4 separate regions of the Zea mays genome follow, and regions 1, 2 and 3 are each linked to region 4. A link is a contact called in public Hi-C data. All regions are on one chromosome and are shown on one strand. Each heading gives the region's core, a stretch centred on a gene start, on an enhancer-like site or on the middle of the called end of the contact. The rest is flanking DNA. Distances are from core to core; before and after follow the strand shown.

Region 1 (3,023 bases), core at 256-2,755, 390 kb after region 4:
AGGTCAAATGGCTAATGAGCAAACAGTTTGCCCGTCCTCCGACTAACAATTAGCCACTATTGAGCTATCCACCAATCTATATCTTTGGTAGTGCTCTCATGTGCTCTAGCTCTCACACCGTAGGTGGCGCAGTGGTGGCAGACCCAAGATTTAGAGACAGCCTAAGCAAGATTACACTGTGATCCTCTACACCTACACCCTCTCTCTCTCTCTCTCTCTCTCTCTCTATATATATATATATATATATATATATATATATATATATATATATATATATATATATATATATATACACACACACTAGCTGCTCGCTTGCTTCTATCTTCCATGCTTTTCTTCTGGCGGGCGAAGCAGCCCAGGCCACAGTGTTATTTCTACTATAGGCCGAGGAGCGAGCTGAAGAGCGTGTTATAATCTGCGGAGTAGAAACATAGCTTAGTGATACATAAAATCAATACTTGCTTTCCTATAAGAAGACTTTTAGTTTTAGAAATCTACTATATTTGTTTTTTTTATATAACATGAATAACACACGAGACAGCCGTTTTGGTCCCTTCAAGGAATCGGAATCTACTTAATAGAATATGTTATTTGGTTTAGAATTTCTACAATCCACCACTTTGCAAAAAGCATAGATATAGGTCTATCTCAAATTTATAGGAGTGAGAGGGTGGAAATTGATTTGATGTATCACTAGTCTATGTTTCTACTCCTCAACTTATAACGCGCTCTTCGACTCGCTAATTCTCTATAATAAAAAATGTAGCATATAAATATTTTTTTTCCTCATATGACTAACAATAGTATACAAATATATATATGTTTTGTATAAAAACCGTATTAGCTTAATTGATCTATACCTAAATTACGATTAGTAGAATGAAATTCAATTCCAAGGATCCAGACGGTATGTATAGATGCATTTCTATCTCACCGTGCTGCCGCACGCCAATAGCCTAAGAGCATCTGTATGTACATTCAGATAAGTATTTAAAGAAACTATTGGGAGATATCCTTTTTCTGTTACATCTTTATTCCTAACCACTGGGAAAGGGCTCGCAGCTTCACCGATGGAGGAGGGAGGGCACACCAAAGCCGTTATTTACAACATGCAAGTTGGTGCAACTTTGCTCTGGCGTTTGTTGACGACGCTTCCCAAAGAGTCCCAAACCCCGATATGGAGTATATAATAATTGCAGGGACAAATCCCCCCTCACGCCAGCCACGGGCCGGAGACGCCAATCCGAGCTCGAAACGTGTGACTGCACGTCGCTCCTGATCCAAGGGCCACAATGACCCGACGACGGTTCCCTCGCGTGCACGAACAGAGAGGCGTAGCAGATGCTAGCCTAGCCTGCTCGCGGTTCAAGAAACTGGGTAGCGGCACTCGCTTTGATGGATGGGGAATCATGAGATTAATTAGCTTAAGCGTACTACTAGCTTTACCTTTGCATGCATCATCGGCAGCTCGTGGTGGTGGGGTCTGGTGCTGCGTGGCTTTCGTCCCCACGACCCTGTCTGTCCCCCGGGGGCCGGGGTTCCGCTCCGCCTGCCGTGGATGGAGGAAGCCATGGCCGATCCGCGCCTGGTTTTAAAAATTGCCCATGTACGTACGCATCGTGCGTGACGTGGCAAAGCATGGCGACAAATTGCAACGCGACAGTAGTACAGGTTACGCTAGTAAATGCGTCCGTCCGTACGCCACGACAAGTCGACAACAATCAAGTACTATAAGGGCCCGTTCCAATCTCGCGAGATAAACTTTAGCAGTTTTTTTTTAGCTACTTTTAGCCATTTTTAATCTAAACAGAAGAGCTAATGGTGGTAATTGAAGCTAAACTTTAGCAATTCAATTCATATAGCTAAAGTTTAGCAGGAAGCTAAAGTTTATCCCGTGAGATTGAAACGGAGCCTAAGTATACTGTAAAACCGGAATTCGTACCAGTAAAATTGCTGGACGCGTGTCGATGCCTAATTCATACAAGCGGGGTGTGTGTGTGTGTGGTAAATAGATATAGATTTTACTAAAAACAAAAGCCACTAAGCAAAATTAATTAGAATCGTAAGAAAAAAATCAAATCTTCTAGCCTTTGCTAAGCTAGGAATTATTGGATTCGCAACCTAGGATAATAAGGTGTCATAATCTCTACGAATGTAAGTGCGTAAGAAATAATCACAACAATGGAAATAAAAAAGCACGAAAAGAATTCACCACACGAGAGAGACGGAATATATCTCGTGGTCTCGATGACGTAATTCACCACACGAGAGACGTAATTCATGCACCCCTAGTCTCGTTAAGGTGGATTTAATAACTTCCATCTGCTCCTCTACCAACAATCTACTTGCTTTATAAACCGACTTGATAAGTAAGAGGTGTGGGATGGCTCAAGTACGTATGCTTAATAAGTGATCATGGTGCTTAGGCTAAGGTGCACACACCCGCGCACCTTCTATTTATAGCCTCACATCCCACAACTAGCTGATATAAGACTTTTTTTTAAGAAAACAACACACTCTCGAACAGTGAGAGATACAACCCACGAACAATATGCATTCAAAATGAAACAATTATATTTCAATTAAAACCATGCTAGACAACTCAATAAGTCATTGGTGAACAGTCCACCACAAAGGCATGGATAGTCCAACGGTTATAGGTGTACATTTGGGCCGGACCTGATGGGCTGGCCTGAAACAAGAAAAAAGTACAGCCCACCCGATATATCGGGCTGGGTTTGGGCCGAGATCATGGCCTATGTGCGGACACGAGCACGACCTGTTTAGGGCAGGCACGAAATAGCCCATATAGAGGCACGAAATGGCATTAAAACTGCACTTAATTCCACACTTTCATGTACTTGATAAAGAACACAAAGCTAGAGATGATGCTAGTTAGATGTTTTTTGTAGCTTTGAATTAGAGCATGTGATGTAATCTTACTTTTGTTATGCACATTAGATAATGAACTAAACTTACGAACTCTATTTAGAGCTGATTATACTCTTTTTCCTTCTTACAAA
Region 2 (3,071 bases), core at 501-3,000, 330 kb after region 4:
CCTTCGCCTACTGAGGGTCATGAGAGTTGATAATCACCTAATTAACAACCTTATTAGCATATTGGGAGTAGCTAATGAACACCCATTGTTCTTATTAGCCTTGCTTAGGTCAAATGAGGAGTTTGTGCTTGCTACTCTTGGTGATCAGTATCACCTAGACGGTTTGGTGAAGGTCAGAAGTGTGGTGATCATTCAAAGAGCTTGTGGGTGACCTAACTCAAGCTTTGTATATAGTTGTGAGCGGTTCACCATGCCGGAGAGCCGAAGAACGAGCTCGTAGAGAGTACTTGATCCTTGCGTGGATCAAGTGAGAGTGACACCCTTGTGCGAGTGCTCCAACGAGGACTAGTGAGGGGTGCCGACTCTCTGAAAATACCGAGGCATTCAAATCCTTTTTTACTTTAATCATTTATATCTGAGCAATTTTTTTTGAATACTTGCTTACTAGAATTACCATGTTAGTATAGAATTAGAATTTAGAGTGTAAAACTTTTAATCACACTATTAGACGTAAGGGGTATAATTAGGCTTGTTTATAGGTTTTAATTTAGAAAATAAAATAAAAAGTCTAATTCATCATATCTTGATCTTTTTAGTCTCCCGAGCCATGGGCCTCCTAACATCTTAAGGACGGACCATTGTGGCACTGTATGTCCTGAATGCCAGGAGCCCTAGGACGTCCCAGGGCTATATGAGCGCTCGAAGGTATTTAATATATATCTAGAATTAATTTAGTTTAGTTAAATAAAATATAAGTCATGTCCTTAATCCAACACAATACATGGAATCTGTGACTTATTTTACTTTATGGTATATGCCTATCTCCAACACATATGCATTTTACCTCTATCCTACCTCTTATTTCAAACATCACTCTACAAACAATACAATCAATAGTGTTTTGCAAGGCCATATATATAACCTGCTGGCAATAGCCTAATAGCTTATATAGAGTTAATAAGTATGGTTCTCAATTTAGACAAACATTTTACGTGTGCCCAGACCTGACCTACGTAGGCCTGAGTGAGAGCCTAAGCCTCTGATCATTTCTCTATTGCAAGCCTCTGCTCATTTCTCTATTGCAAATAGTAGAGTTTAAATTTTCACCATGAGATCCTTTGCTTAGTCTAATCTGGATGCTTTCGCTATGAGATCCTTTGCTTAGTCTAATTTAGATGCTTTCGCTCTAATATTTTGGTGCTCGTTCGTCCAAAAGTGTTCTCACCCCATTTTACAGTGAGTCCGTCCCTACGTGTGGCATCACAATAATTTCTATAAGGCTCCGTTTGTTTCCCTTTTATTTTGGAATTTAACTAATGTAGTATGTTATTTATTTTTATAATGTGACATTTCACAAATTTTCAATGTTTGTATGTACGCCTATCTCAAATTCATGGGTTGAGGGATGCAAATTGATTCTATAGATTTATATGCTACTTTATAATGTTCAACTTATAGCACATTCTTCTACACATTTATGTTTGCTTATCTATAACATAAGTATAGTATATAACTATCTCTCATAAAATTTAGAATAATATATAAATATATTAATTTAATTAGTTTGCGTCTAAATTATAATTATTAAAATGAAATTTAATTTTAACAAAAGAAACGAGAAAAAGAGAATGCCCATTGGTGCTGGATTCTCTCATAGGCCACTGATTTGTTGGTGCTGGATGCTCTCCTAGTCACTGATTTTACAGCTATTTGGGAGTTGGCAGATACCTCTCCCACCTGTTGATTTTTTGTCTTGTAGAAGACGAAAAAAAAACCTCCCGCTCGGCGGCCAGCCCATGCAGACTGGCACACATCAACCACCATCCCCATCATCCACCGTATCGTGCTCCTTAATTAACAAATCCATTCCCTGCTTAATCTAACACGAAAGCTCAACAACACAAAAATCCATAACCTTACATAAACACCCTCAGCTTCGTCGGTATTCAAGATGAAGCTTCAGTGACACACTCCCGTCCCGTGTAAAGCTTCGTAAGTGAACTACTGGAGGAAGAGGAACTCCATTGCAGAAGTGGCACTCATAGCTGGCTGCAAGGCAACTTGCTTCCGCACTGCCACTGTCGGCAGTCGTTGGGAAGACGAGAGCTCGCCTGCTATATAAACGCCGATCCTTTTAGGGCGCGGAAATTAGCGAAATTGCCTTTGGTTCCGGGAGATTCCCGTCGAAAATAAGCGGAAGGCCGCGTCCAGCTTCTCGGTTCTGGGAAACAGATCCAAACCGGGCCAAATCGTCTGAAAACAAAAGAGAGCAACAGACGCGCGCTGTCTTTGTATGGGCGCCGCCCTCCCGGCTGGATCTGCGGCCACTCCCCGTCGCGGCGATTCCATGAGAGGTCTCTCACTCGATCTCTTTCTTACTGGTTTCACTTGGCCGGATTTATCTCGAGTTTTCTGGGTATTTTTTTGGTCGGTGGAGGGGTTTCGCGCGCCGCGACGTTAGTAACTCCGTCAATGCAGCGCAGCGCAGTGCTGCTGGTTTGGGTGCTGGTTTCGGTGGCTGAGAGACTGAGTGGTTGGTAGCGGCGGCTCGTGATCTAGCTGGGCGGGTTGGGATGTCGCTGGGTAATCGCCGCTAAATGCAGCTACTCGTCGAAACTGGTTTGATGGCTTTGCAATTCGGGGGTGTCTGATTCACTTGATCGTAGCGGTAGCTGTAGCAGATGTGTATGTCTAGATCTGGGTTAATTGCTCATGCCCGTAACGAATTTGTGGTTATTCGATGCATTGCTGTTGATTGGATCGTGTGCCATCGTGGATCTGACGCCAATTGTTTGCTCTCGAGTGTGTTTCAGGTTGACAACTAGGCACTGGAGAAGTGGATACTCTGATCTACTCTGCTGAACGAGTTTAATATTTGAGTATGGCGGCGGCATTGACATGGCGGTTCAATGGAAGCAATGGCGGCACCCATGGCAGCGCCGATCTGGTTGGTTCCGTCTTGGATTCTGTCTCTGAGCTTCTCATTTGGCAGCCTCTGGCTTTCTTATGTTCCGCAATTCTGTTTTCCTGCCGCTTGAAAGACATTGTTTCATTTGCATGGTATTTCGTTC
Region 3 (2,910 bases), core at 68-2,567, 270 kb after region 4:
ATCAGGAACAAAAATCCTCTGCGCATCCCTATACGCCATGCAATAAAGAGGAAAACCAAGCACAGGCATATCTATCCATCTCAAATACAAGAAAATAATTTCTATATCTATACTCTGGCATGGAAGGTAGCAGTGTTGCTACTATAGGTAAGGGTGCTTTAAAAAACATCACCTGGACAAGGGTCTGAATAACCGACTACCCCAAGAACAGAACAAACAGCGCACTGAATTCGGGCATGTTTGGTTTCAATTAGTTCTAGGACTAAACTTTAGTCCTAGGACTAAACTTTAGTCCCTATATGTTTGGTTTTAGGGACTAAATAGATTCTAAAGTCATTAAATACATTGTCCAAAGACTCAAATACCCTTAGAATATACTCATAATATTAGTTATCTATAAAAAGGTAAGGGCAACATGATAATTATGAGCTTTTAGTCTCTTTTAGCACCTATGTGAAGGACTAAAGACTAAATCATTTTAGTCCATATTTTAGTCCTAGTGTTTGGCAAAAAAGGGACTAAAAGGGACTAAAAACTAGAGACTAATCTTTAGTCCCTCTAACCAAACACCCCCTTCATCATACGACTATCACACACATCCCATTAGATGCAGCAACATAGCCAGTGGGTCTTCGATAGAAAGCAAATCCCATCACGAAAACTAACAGCTCCAACCCCACAACCCACTAGAACCATGGTCCAAAATGGCGTTTCTTGTTCCCAAACGGCCGAACGGGTAAAGACAGGACAGCGGAACAAGCAACCTCCCAAAACAGCAAGCGTCAACATAGCAGAGCTGTATATATACGCAACGCAACTGAAGCGAGCGCATAGTATAGATAGAGAAGAAGAGGGGGCAGGGCAGTCGACACTCGACAGGTCTCCCCACCCTGCGGCCACCGGGCGAGGACGAACTCCTTGAGCGCGGCGACGGTGGTGTTGGGATCGTACTTGCTGGGCCCGATGTCGGTGCCGTCGGACAGCCGGAACTTCACCTCGATCGGCTCCTTCACGCCAGCCATCTCCACGGGCCGGGTCACGAGCGCCTTCCACCCCACCAACCCCTCCTCTTCTCTCAAGTTCCCACCAGGCAACAGGAGCAACCGCCAGGGCAGGGGAGGGAATCCGCACAGGAATTCAGGGGGTAGGAAAGGGCTGCCAGAAATCCGAGCAGGGAGGGCAAGCACCGATCCGGATCCGACGGAGGATCCGATCTTCTGCGCGAGGATTTAGAATTGCTTCGTGGGGAGCAAAGCGGGGAGGAGACGGCCGTATCGAGGCGGAGCCGCGGAGGACAGGGAATTGTGGGCGATTTAATACATACACCCTCTACGATCTTGATATTTAGTACTTCTTAACACATATTCAAAGGGGTTTTTTTAAAACTGATGACACATAATCAAAAGTTGATGAGAATTAAGACAAATCTATTAAACATAATTAGTTCATAATTTGACCCTATGATGCTATAGTAGATATTTGTTAATCATGCATTGATTAGATTTAATAAATTTGTCTCGTCTTTTAATCTCAGCTATGTAATTTAAACATCCTATGTGTCACGTAGTAAACTTTAATATCCGTAACATTGGACTTTATTGTGGTCTTCCTTTGACTAATATTTTTCTTATCTTATAATATATAATTCATAGAAATAAAAGTTTGATATTAAAAAGTACTTCTAAATAAAAATCTAATACAACTCCTTTTGTATTATAAGATTTTTATATGATTAGGTTAATTATTAGTTAAAGTAATACGATTTCAATTTAAAATCTGTGCAGGTATTACATTTTAGAACAAGGGAAATACTATTATGTTCTTTTTATTTGTCGCATTTTAGTTCAAAAGTAATTTAAGGGTGATAAATATTTGAGAATGAAGGTAGTATGTTATAATGGAAAATACAATTAGTTGTTAAACGTTGTGACTACAAAATTTATTTAACAATTGTCGGTGTTTTGTACCTCGCTCCGACAAGTAAATTTATTGTAGCGTTTCGAGCTCCGGAGCGTGTGCGTGGAGAGCATGAGGTTTATAATGGTTCGGGTAGAACATCCCTACTTTCAGTCATCGATGGCTTCTACCAGCACCATTGATGATCAAACTCGTAGTAGGGATTAAAGCGGTCGAGTGAGGGAGGAGACGCTCCTAAGTCTCTTTATCGAGGTCAAAGTGGAGCTTAGAAGCTGAAGGGTGGAGTTCTAGCTAAGTCTTGGCTTGGCTGGGCTCTGGCCTCCTGGTCTCTCCTTTGGACTGATCGATCCCCTTGTCTGGAGGCTAGCCTCTCCCTTTTATAGGATGAGAGGGGGGTCGACCAGCGGTGGCTTCCCTAGGAAGAAGTCGTAAAGCAAGGGTAAAACCAACATTTTACCTCGTGTGGAGCCACACGTACTCGTGGGGCCTAGGGCGATAGGGTTGCCTAGTTGTCTCATGTTTCCTGTGGCGAATGATGTGGGGGCGGCGATGGCCTCAGGCATCATCATTTTGACTATACCAATCCCTAGCCTTCGTAGCCTGGGGCTCGATGTAGCCCGTCGTATAGTGCCCTGTGGGAGGTCTACGTACTCAGGCCTAGTTCAATAGGCCATAAGTGTGTCGTAGGGCGAGGGGTGCATGGGCCATCAATGTGCCGCGGTTCGAGAGGCTCGTAGGTCATGAGTGCTATGCGACCCGAAGTGCTCGAAGGTCATGAGCGGGAAGTGGACCGGCGCCGCGTTGTGGCTCGGTGCCATGCGTGGTTGAATGCGATCGACTATTTATGGCGAGTAAGTCTTGGGCCGGGCGCGGGATCCATTCGAGTAGTTCCCTTCCGACACACCCGGTCTCTCCTGTCAGGTTCCGCCACGCTCGACCCTAGGCTCGGTGCCGCGAGATTCGACCTGAGTGGGTCCTTTCAAGGTTGACGTA
Region 4 (2,736 bases), core at 17-2,516:
GCTGCTGCGTGATGGCAGATGAGACATGTAGATATATATATAGATATTGATATATTACCAGTACGTACGTAGTACAAGTTGACAGATCGATCGGGGTTGGTCGGTTGTCTGTCAAGGAGGAAACAACTCGATCCAGACCACACACATAGGTTTACACCACCACCACGACGACGACGACGAACATGGGACGAAGCAGCCAAGTACAAACAAATGGAAAAGGAGCTAAGCTACTAGGAGAGTATAGCAAGGAAACAAACAGCCAAGAGTGGAAGAGAGAGAAACCATACTTAAGCTAGGCAGCCCTAGTTAATACGGAGTAGTACTTAATAATGCCCTACCAATTAATAAACCAGCCTTAGCCTGTCGTCGGCGTACGTCGTCCTTGGGTATATTCAGCTGCTATATGTGGTACACACACACACACTCGGCAATGCGCTGAGATCTGGCGATGGCGAGAGGCCGGCCGTCACGCCATGGCCGGACGGACGGACTTGGGCTAGCGGAGGAGGCTGCGGATGATCTCGGCGCCGGGGCTGTTGTGGTCCATGCTGGCCATGAGGTCCGACAGGCGGTCGCTCAGATCGTCCACCTCCCGGTGCAGGCTCTTGATGTAGCTGCAGGTCTCCTTGAGCAGCTTCGTCGTCGACGCCTGCATATCACATCGTACGCACACCACCGTTGTTTTGTTTACATCATCAGACGATCCACGACGATCTCTTGGCTTGGAGCGAGTGAGCTACCAGCTGCCAATAGCACTCTTTATGCATACTTGCAATAAGCGGTACGGTGGCACTGGCACCGCAGTGTATAGCACTCTTTAATTTATGCATGTGTGTCGTGTCGGTGTGATGGTGTCAGTGTCACTACTCAATACTGTGAGATCAGAGAAGTAAAACTACCTAGCTAGCTAGCTAGATCATGCACATCTTGGTTTGAATGCGCATGCGTTGTATCGTATATTCATACCTGGCTGCCGCCACGGCGGCGCGCGCTGGGGAGCAGCGTCTGCAGCCTCGAGATAAGCTCGTTGATCTCCTCCTCCGAGACCGTCGACGCGCGGGACCTCCGGCTCGACATCGTCCTTGTGTTAGAGAGAGAGAGAGAGAGATAATGCGGCGAAGAAGACCACCGGCCGGGATCGCGGAGGCTAAGCGACCGCCGGTGATGGAGCGAGACGACGATCGAGAGCAGCACCGAAGAGCGAGCTGAGCGGGAGGAAGGGGAGAGCAGCTGTGCGCGACCCGAGATCGAGCTCAGGAGCTATCCGATGAACGCTGGACGGCAAGCTCTCAAGTGTGGCGATCGATGGGAAGCAGAAAGGGGGCGGGGGGCTTAATTTATAGGGGAGACGAGACCAGCCGAGAGCCAGACGGAGGAGTTAGTTAGCTCTGCTACAAAGTAGTTTGGTCCTAGCCGAGCAGCAGCCCGAGCTTGAGGGGGAAGCTTGAGCTAGAGGTGGCTGGAGTCAGGCGGGCACAAGCGCACAAGGACAGGAAGATGTAACGCGATCCGTGATGATGCCAAGAGACAGCGAGTGATGTGGTGAAGAAACCGGCCCGCTGCCGTTGCAGGCATCACCTACAGAGAATTTGGGGGTTTCGGGGAGGGAGAGGGCCCGCGGCGCGTCCGGTCCCTCTCTTGTTGCTGTCAATAGCGGACGCCCACGGGCCCACCGTCTAGTTATGAGTTACGGCCACAGACCAACCTCCCACTCCACTTGCCGCGTGCCAAGGAATTCGGCTACCAGTAGGTAACTGGTGAAGATCCTTTCAAAAAAGAACTTTGTTGCCTCCTACACTATATATCGTCGTTGTCTAGATCCCGTACGTCGCAACCGTTTCCATTCGTAATTGAGTGTGTATAGTATAAAATATTAAGATATGTATGTTTTGTTGGTTAGATGAGTACCAACATGAGTTTAAAACCAACAACCATAGTTTGAATTCCTGTCTATACATAATTTTAGCTTTCTACCTTTAAATAAATATGGAAGGAAAGAGGTGTCGCACCACGACGATAAAAACTGTGTTTTTTATGTGATTTTAACTTATTAAGGTTCTTTAAACATACAAAATCATTTTAGGTTTCTCGATTTTTGGGAAAATTATTAATGATAGATTTGGACTAGATAACAAAAGTTTCTAGAAATTAGATTCAGCTACAAAAGACAGTAGAGAAAAATCCAGAATATTGTAATCAATGTCTAAATGTGTTTCAAAAACTTCTCATAAACAAACAAAAAATATATGAGATGCATCTAGTATATATGAATGCAACGTACATTATATATATATATATATATATATATATATATATATATATATATATATATATATATATATATAACTGGTGAAGATCCTTTTAAAAAAAGAACTTTGTTGCCTCCTACACTATCGCCGTACTCTAGATTTTCTAGTAAGCTCTGAAATCAGGGTAAAGTATTATTTACTAGTTAATTAGGTACTCGTAGGTTGCAACGGTTTTCATTCATAATTGAGTGTAGAGTATAAAACATAAAGATATATATATATATATATATGTTCTGTTGGTTAGATGAGTACAGACGCGAGTTTAAAGCCAAAAACTATGGTTTAAATTCCTATCTATACATAATTTTAGCTTTCTACCTTTAAATGTGGAAGGAAAGAAGTGCTGCACGCTAGCCTTTCAGGAGGTCTGGAGCTAAGAGATACACTATTTAGCGCTAACCAAAATTAGCCGCTAATAGCCTTATTT

What was found. Hi-C and Micro-C count contacts between places; a contact is called where the count stands out from the background.
Region 1: a Hi-C map of leaf shows a contact between it and region 4, with 4 times the contacts expected there. The contact joins the enhancer-like site here to the promoter of LOC100281850 in region 4. A contact is called at or near these places in 3 of 25 Hi-C or Micro-C datasets (bundle sheath, endosperm and leaf).
Region 2: a Hi-C map of leaf shows a contact between it and region 4, with 6 times the contacts expected there. The contact joins the promoter of LOC103637845 here to the promoter of LOC100281850 in region 4. A contact is called at or near these places in 9 of 25 Hi-C or Micro-C datasets (bundle sheath, ear, endosperm and 3 more).
Region 3: a Hi-C map of ear shows a contact between it and region 4, with 2.8 times the contacts expected there. The contact joins the promoter of LOC100285333 here to the promoter of LOC100281850 in region 4. A contact is called at or near these places in 5 of 25 Hi-C or Micro-C datasets (bundle sheath, ear, endosperm and 2 more).

What each region holds. Positions count from the first base shown.
Region 1 is chr9:6,779,941-6,782,963 of Zm-B73-REFERENCE-NAM-5.0, forward strand. No RefSeq gene overlaps it. Among protein-coding and RNA genes, the nearest start is that of LOC100276146, 7.3 kb to the left of the region's middle. Within about 2 kb of position 1,506, at least 16 of the 20 cell types and tissues checked have an H3K27ac peak or open chromatin away from gene starts, as enhancers often do. A contact at or near this core is called in leaf, where this site is marked.
Region 2 is chr9:6,723,219-6,726,289 of Zm-B73-REFERENCE-NAM-5.0, forward strand. LOC103637845 (protein CELLULOSE SYNTHASE INTERACTIVE 1) reads left to right here and starts at 1,751. Exons shown (of 8, transcript XM_020544078.3): 1 at 1,751-2,354; 2 at 2,814-2,947. The coding sequence starts at 2,882.
Region 3 is chr9:6,667,919-6,670,828 of Zm-B73-REFERENCE-NAM-5.0, forward strand. LOC100285333 reads right to left here and starts at 1,318. Exons shown (of 3, transcript NR_182204.1): 1 at 952-1,318.
Region 4 is chr9:6,392,981-6,395,716 of Zm-B73-REFERENCE-NAM-5.0, forward strand. It overlaps LOC100281850, which reads right to left and starts at 1,267. Exons shown (of 2, transcript NM_001154770.2): 1 at 967-1,267; 2 at 41-649. The coding sequence starts at 1,077. The coding sequence ends at 497.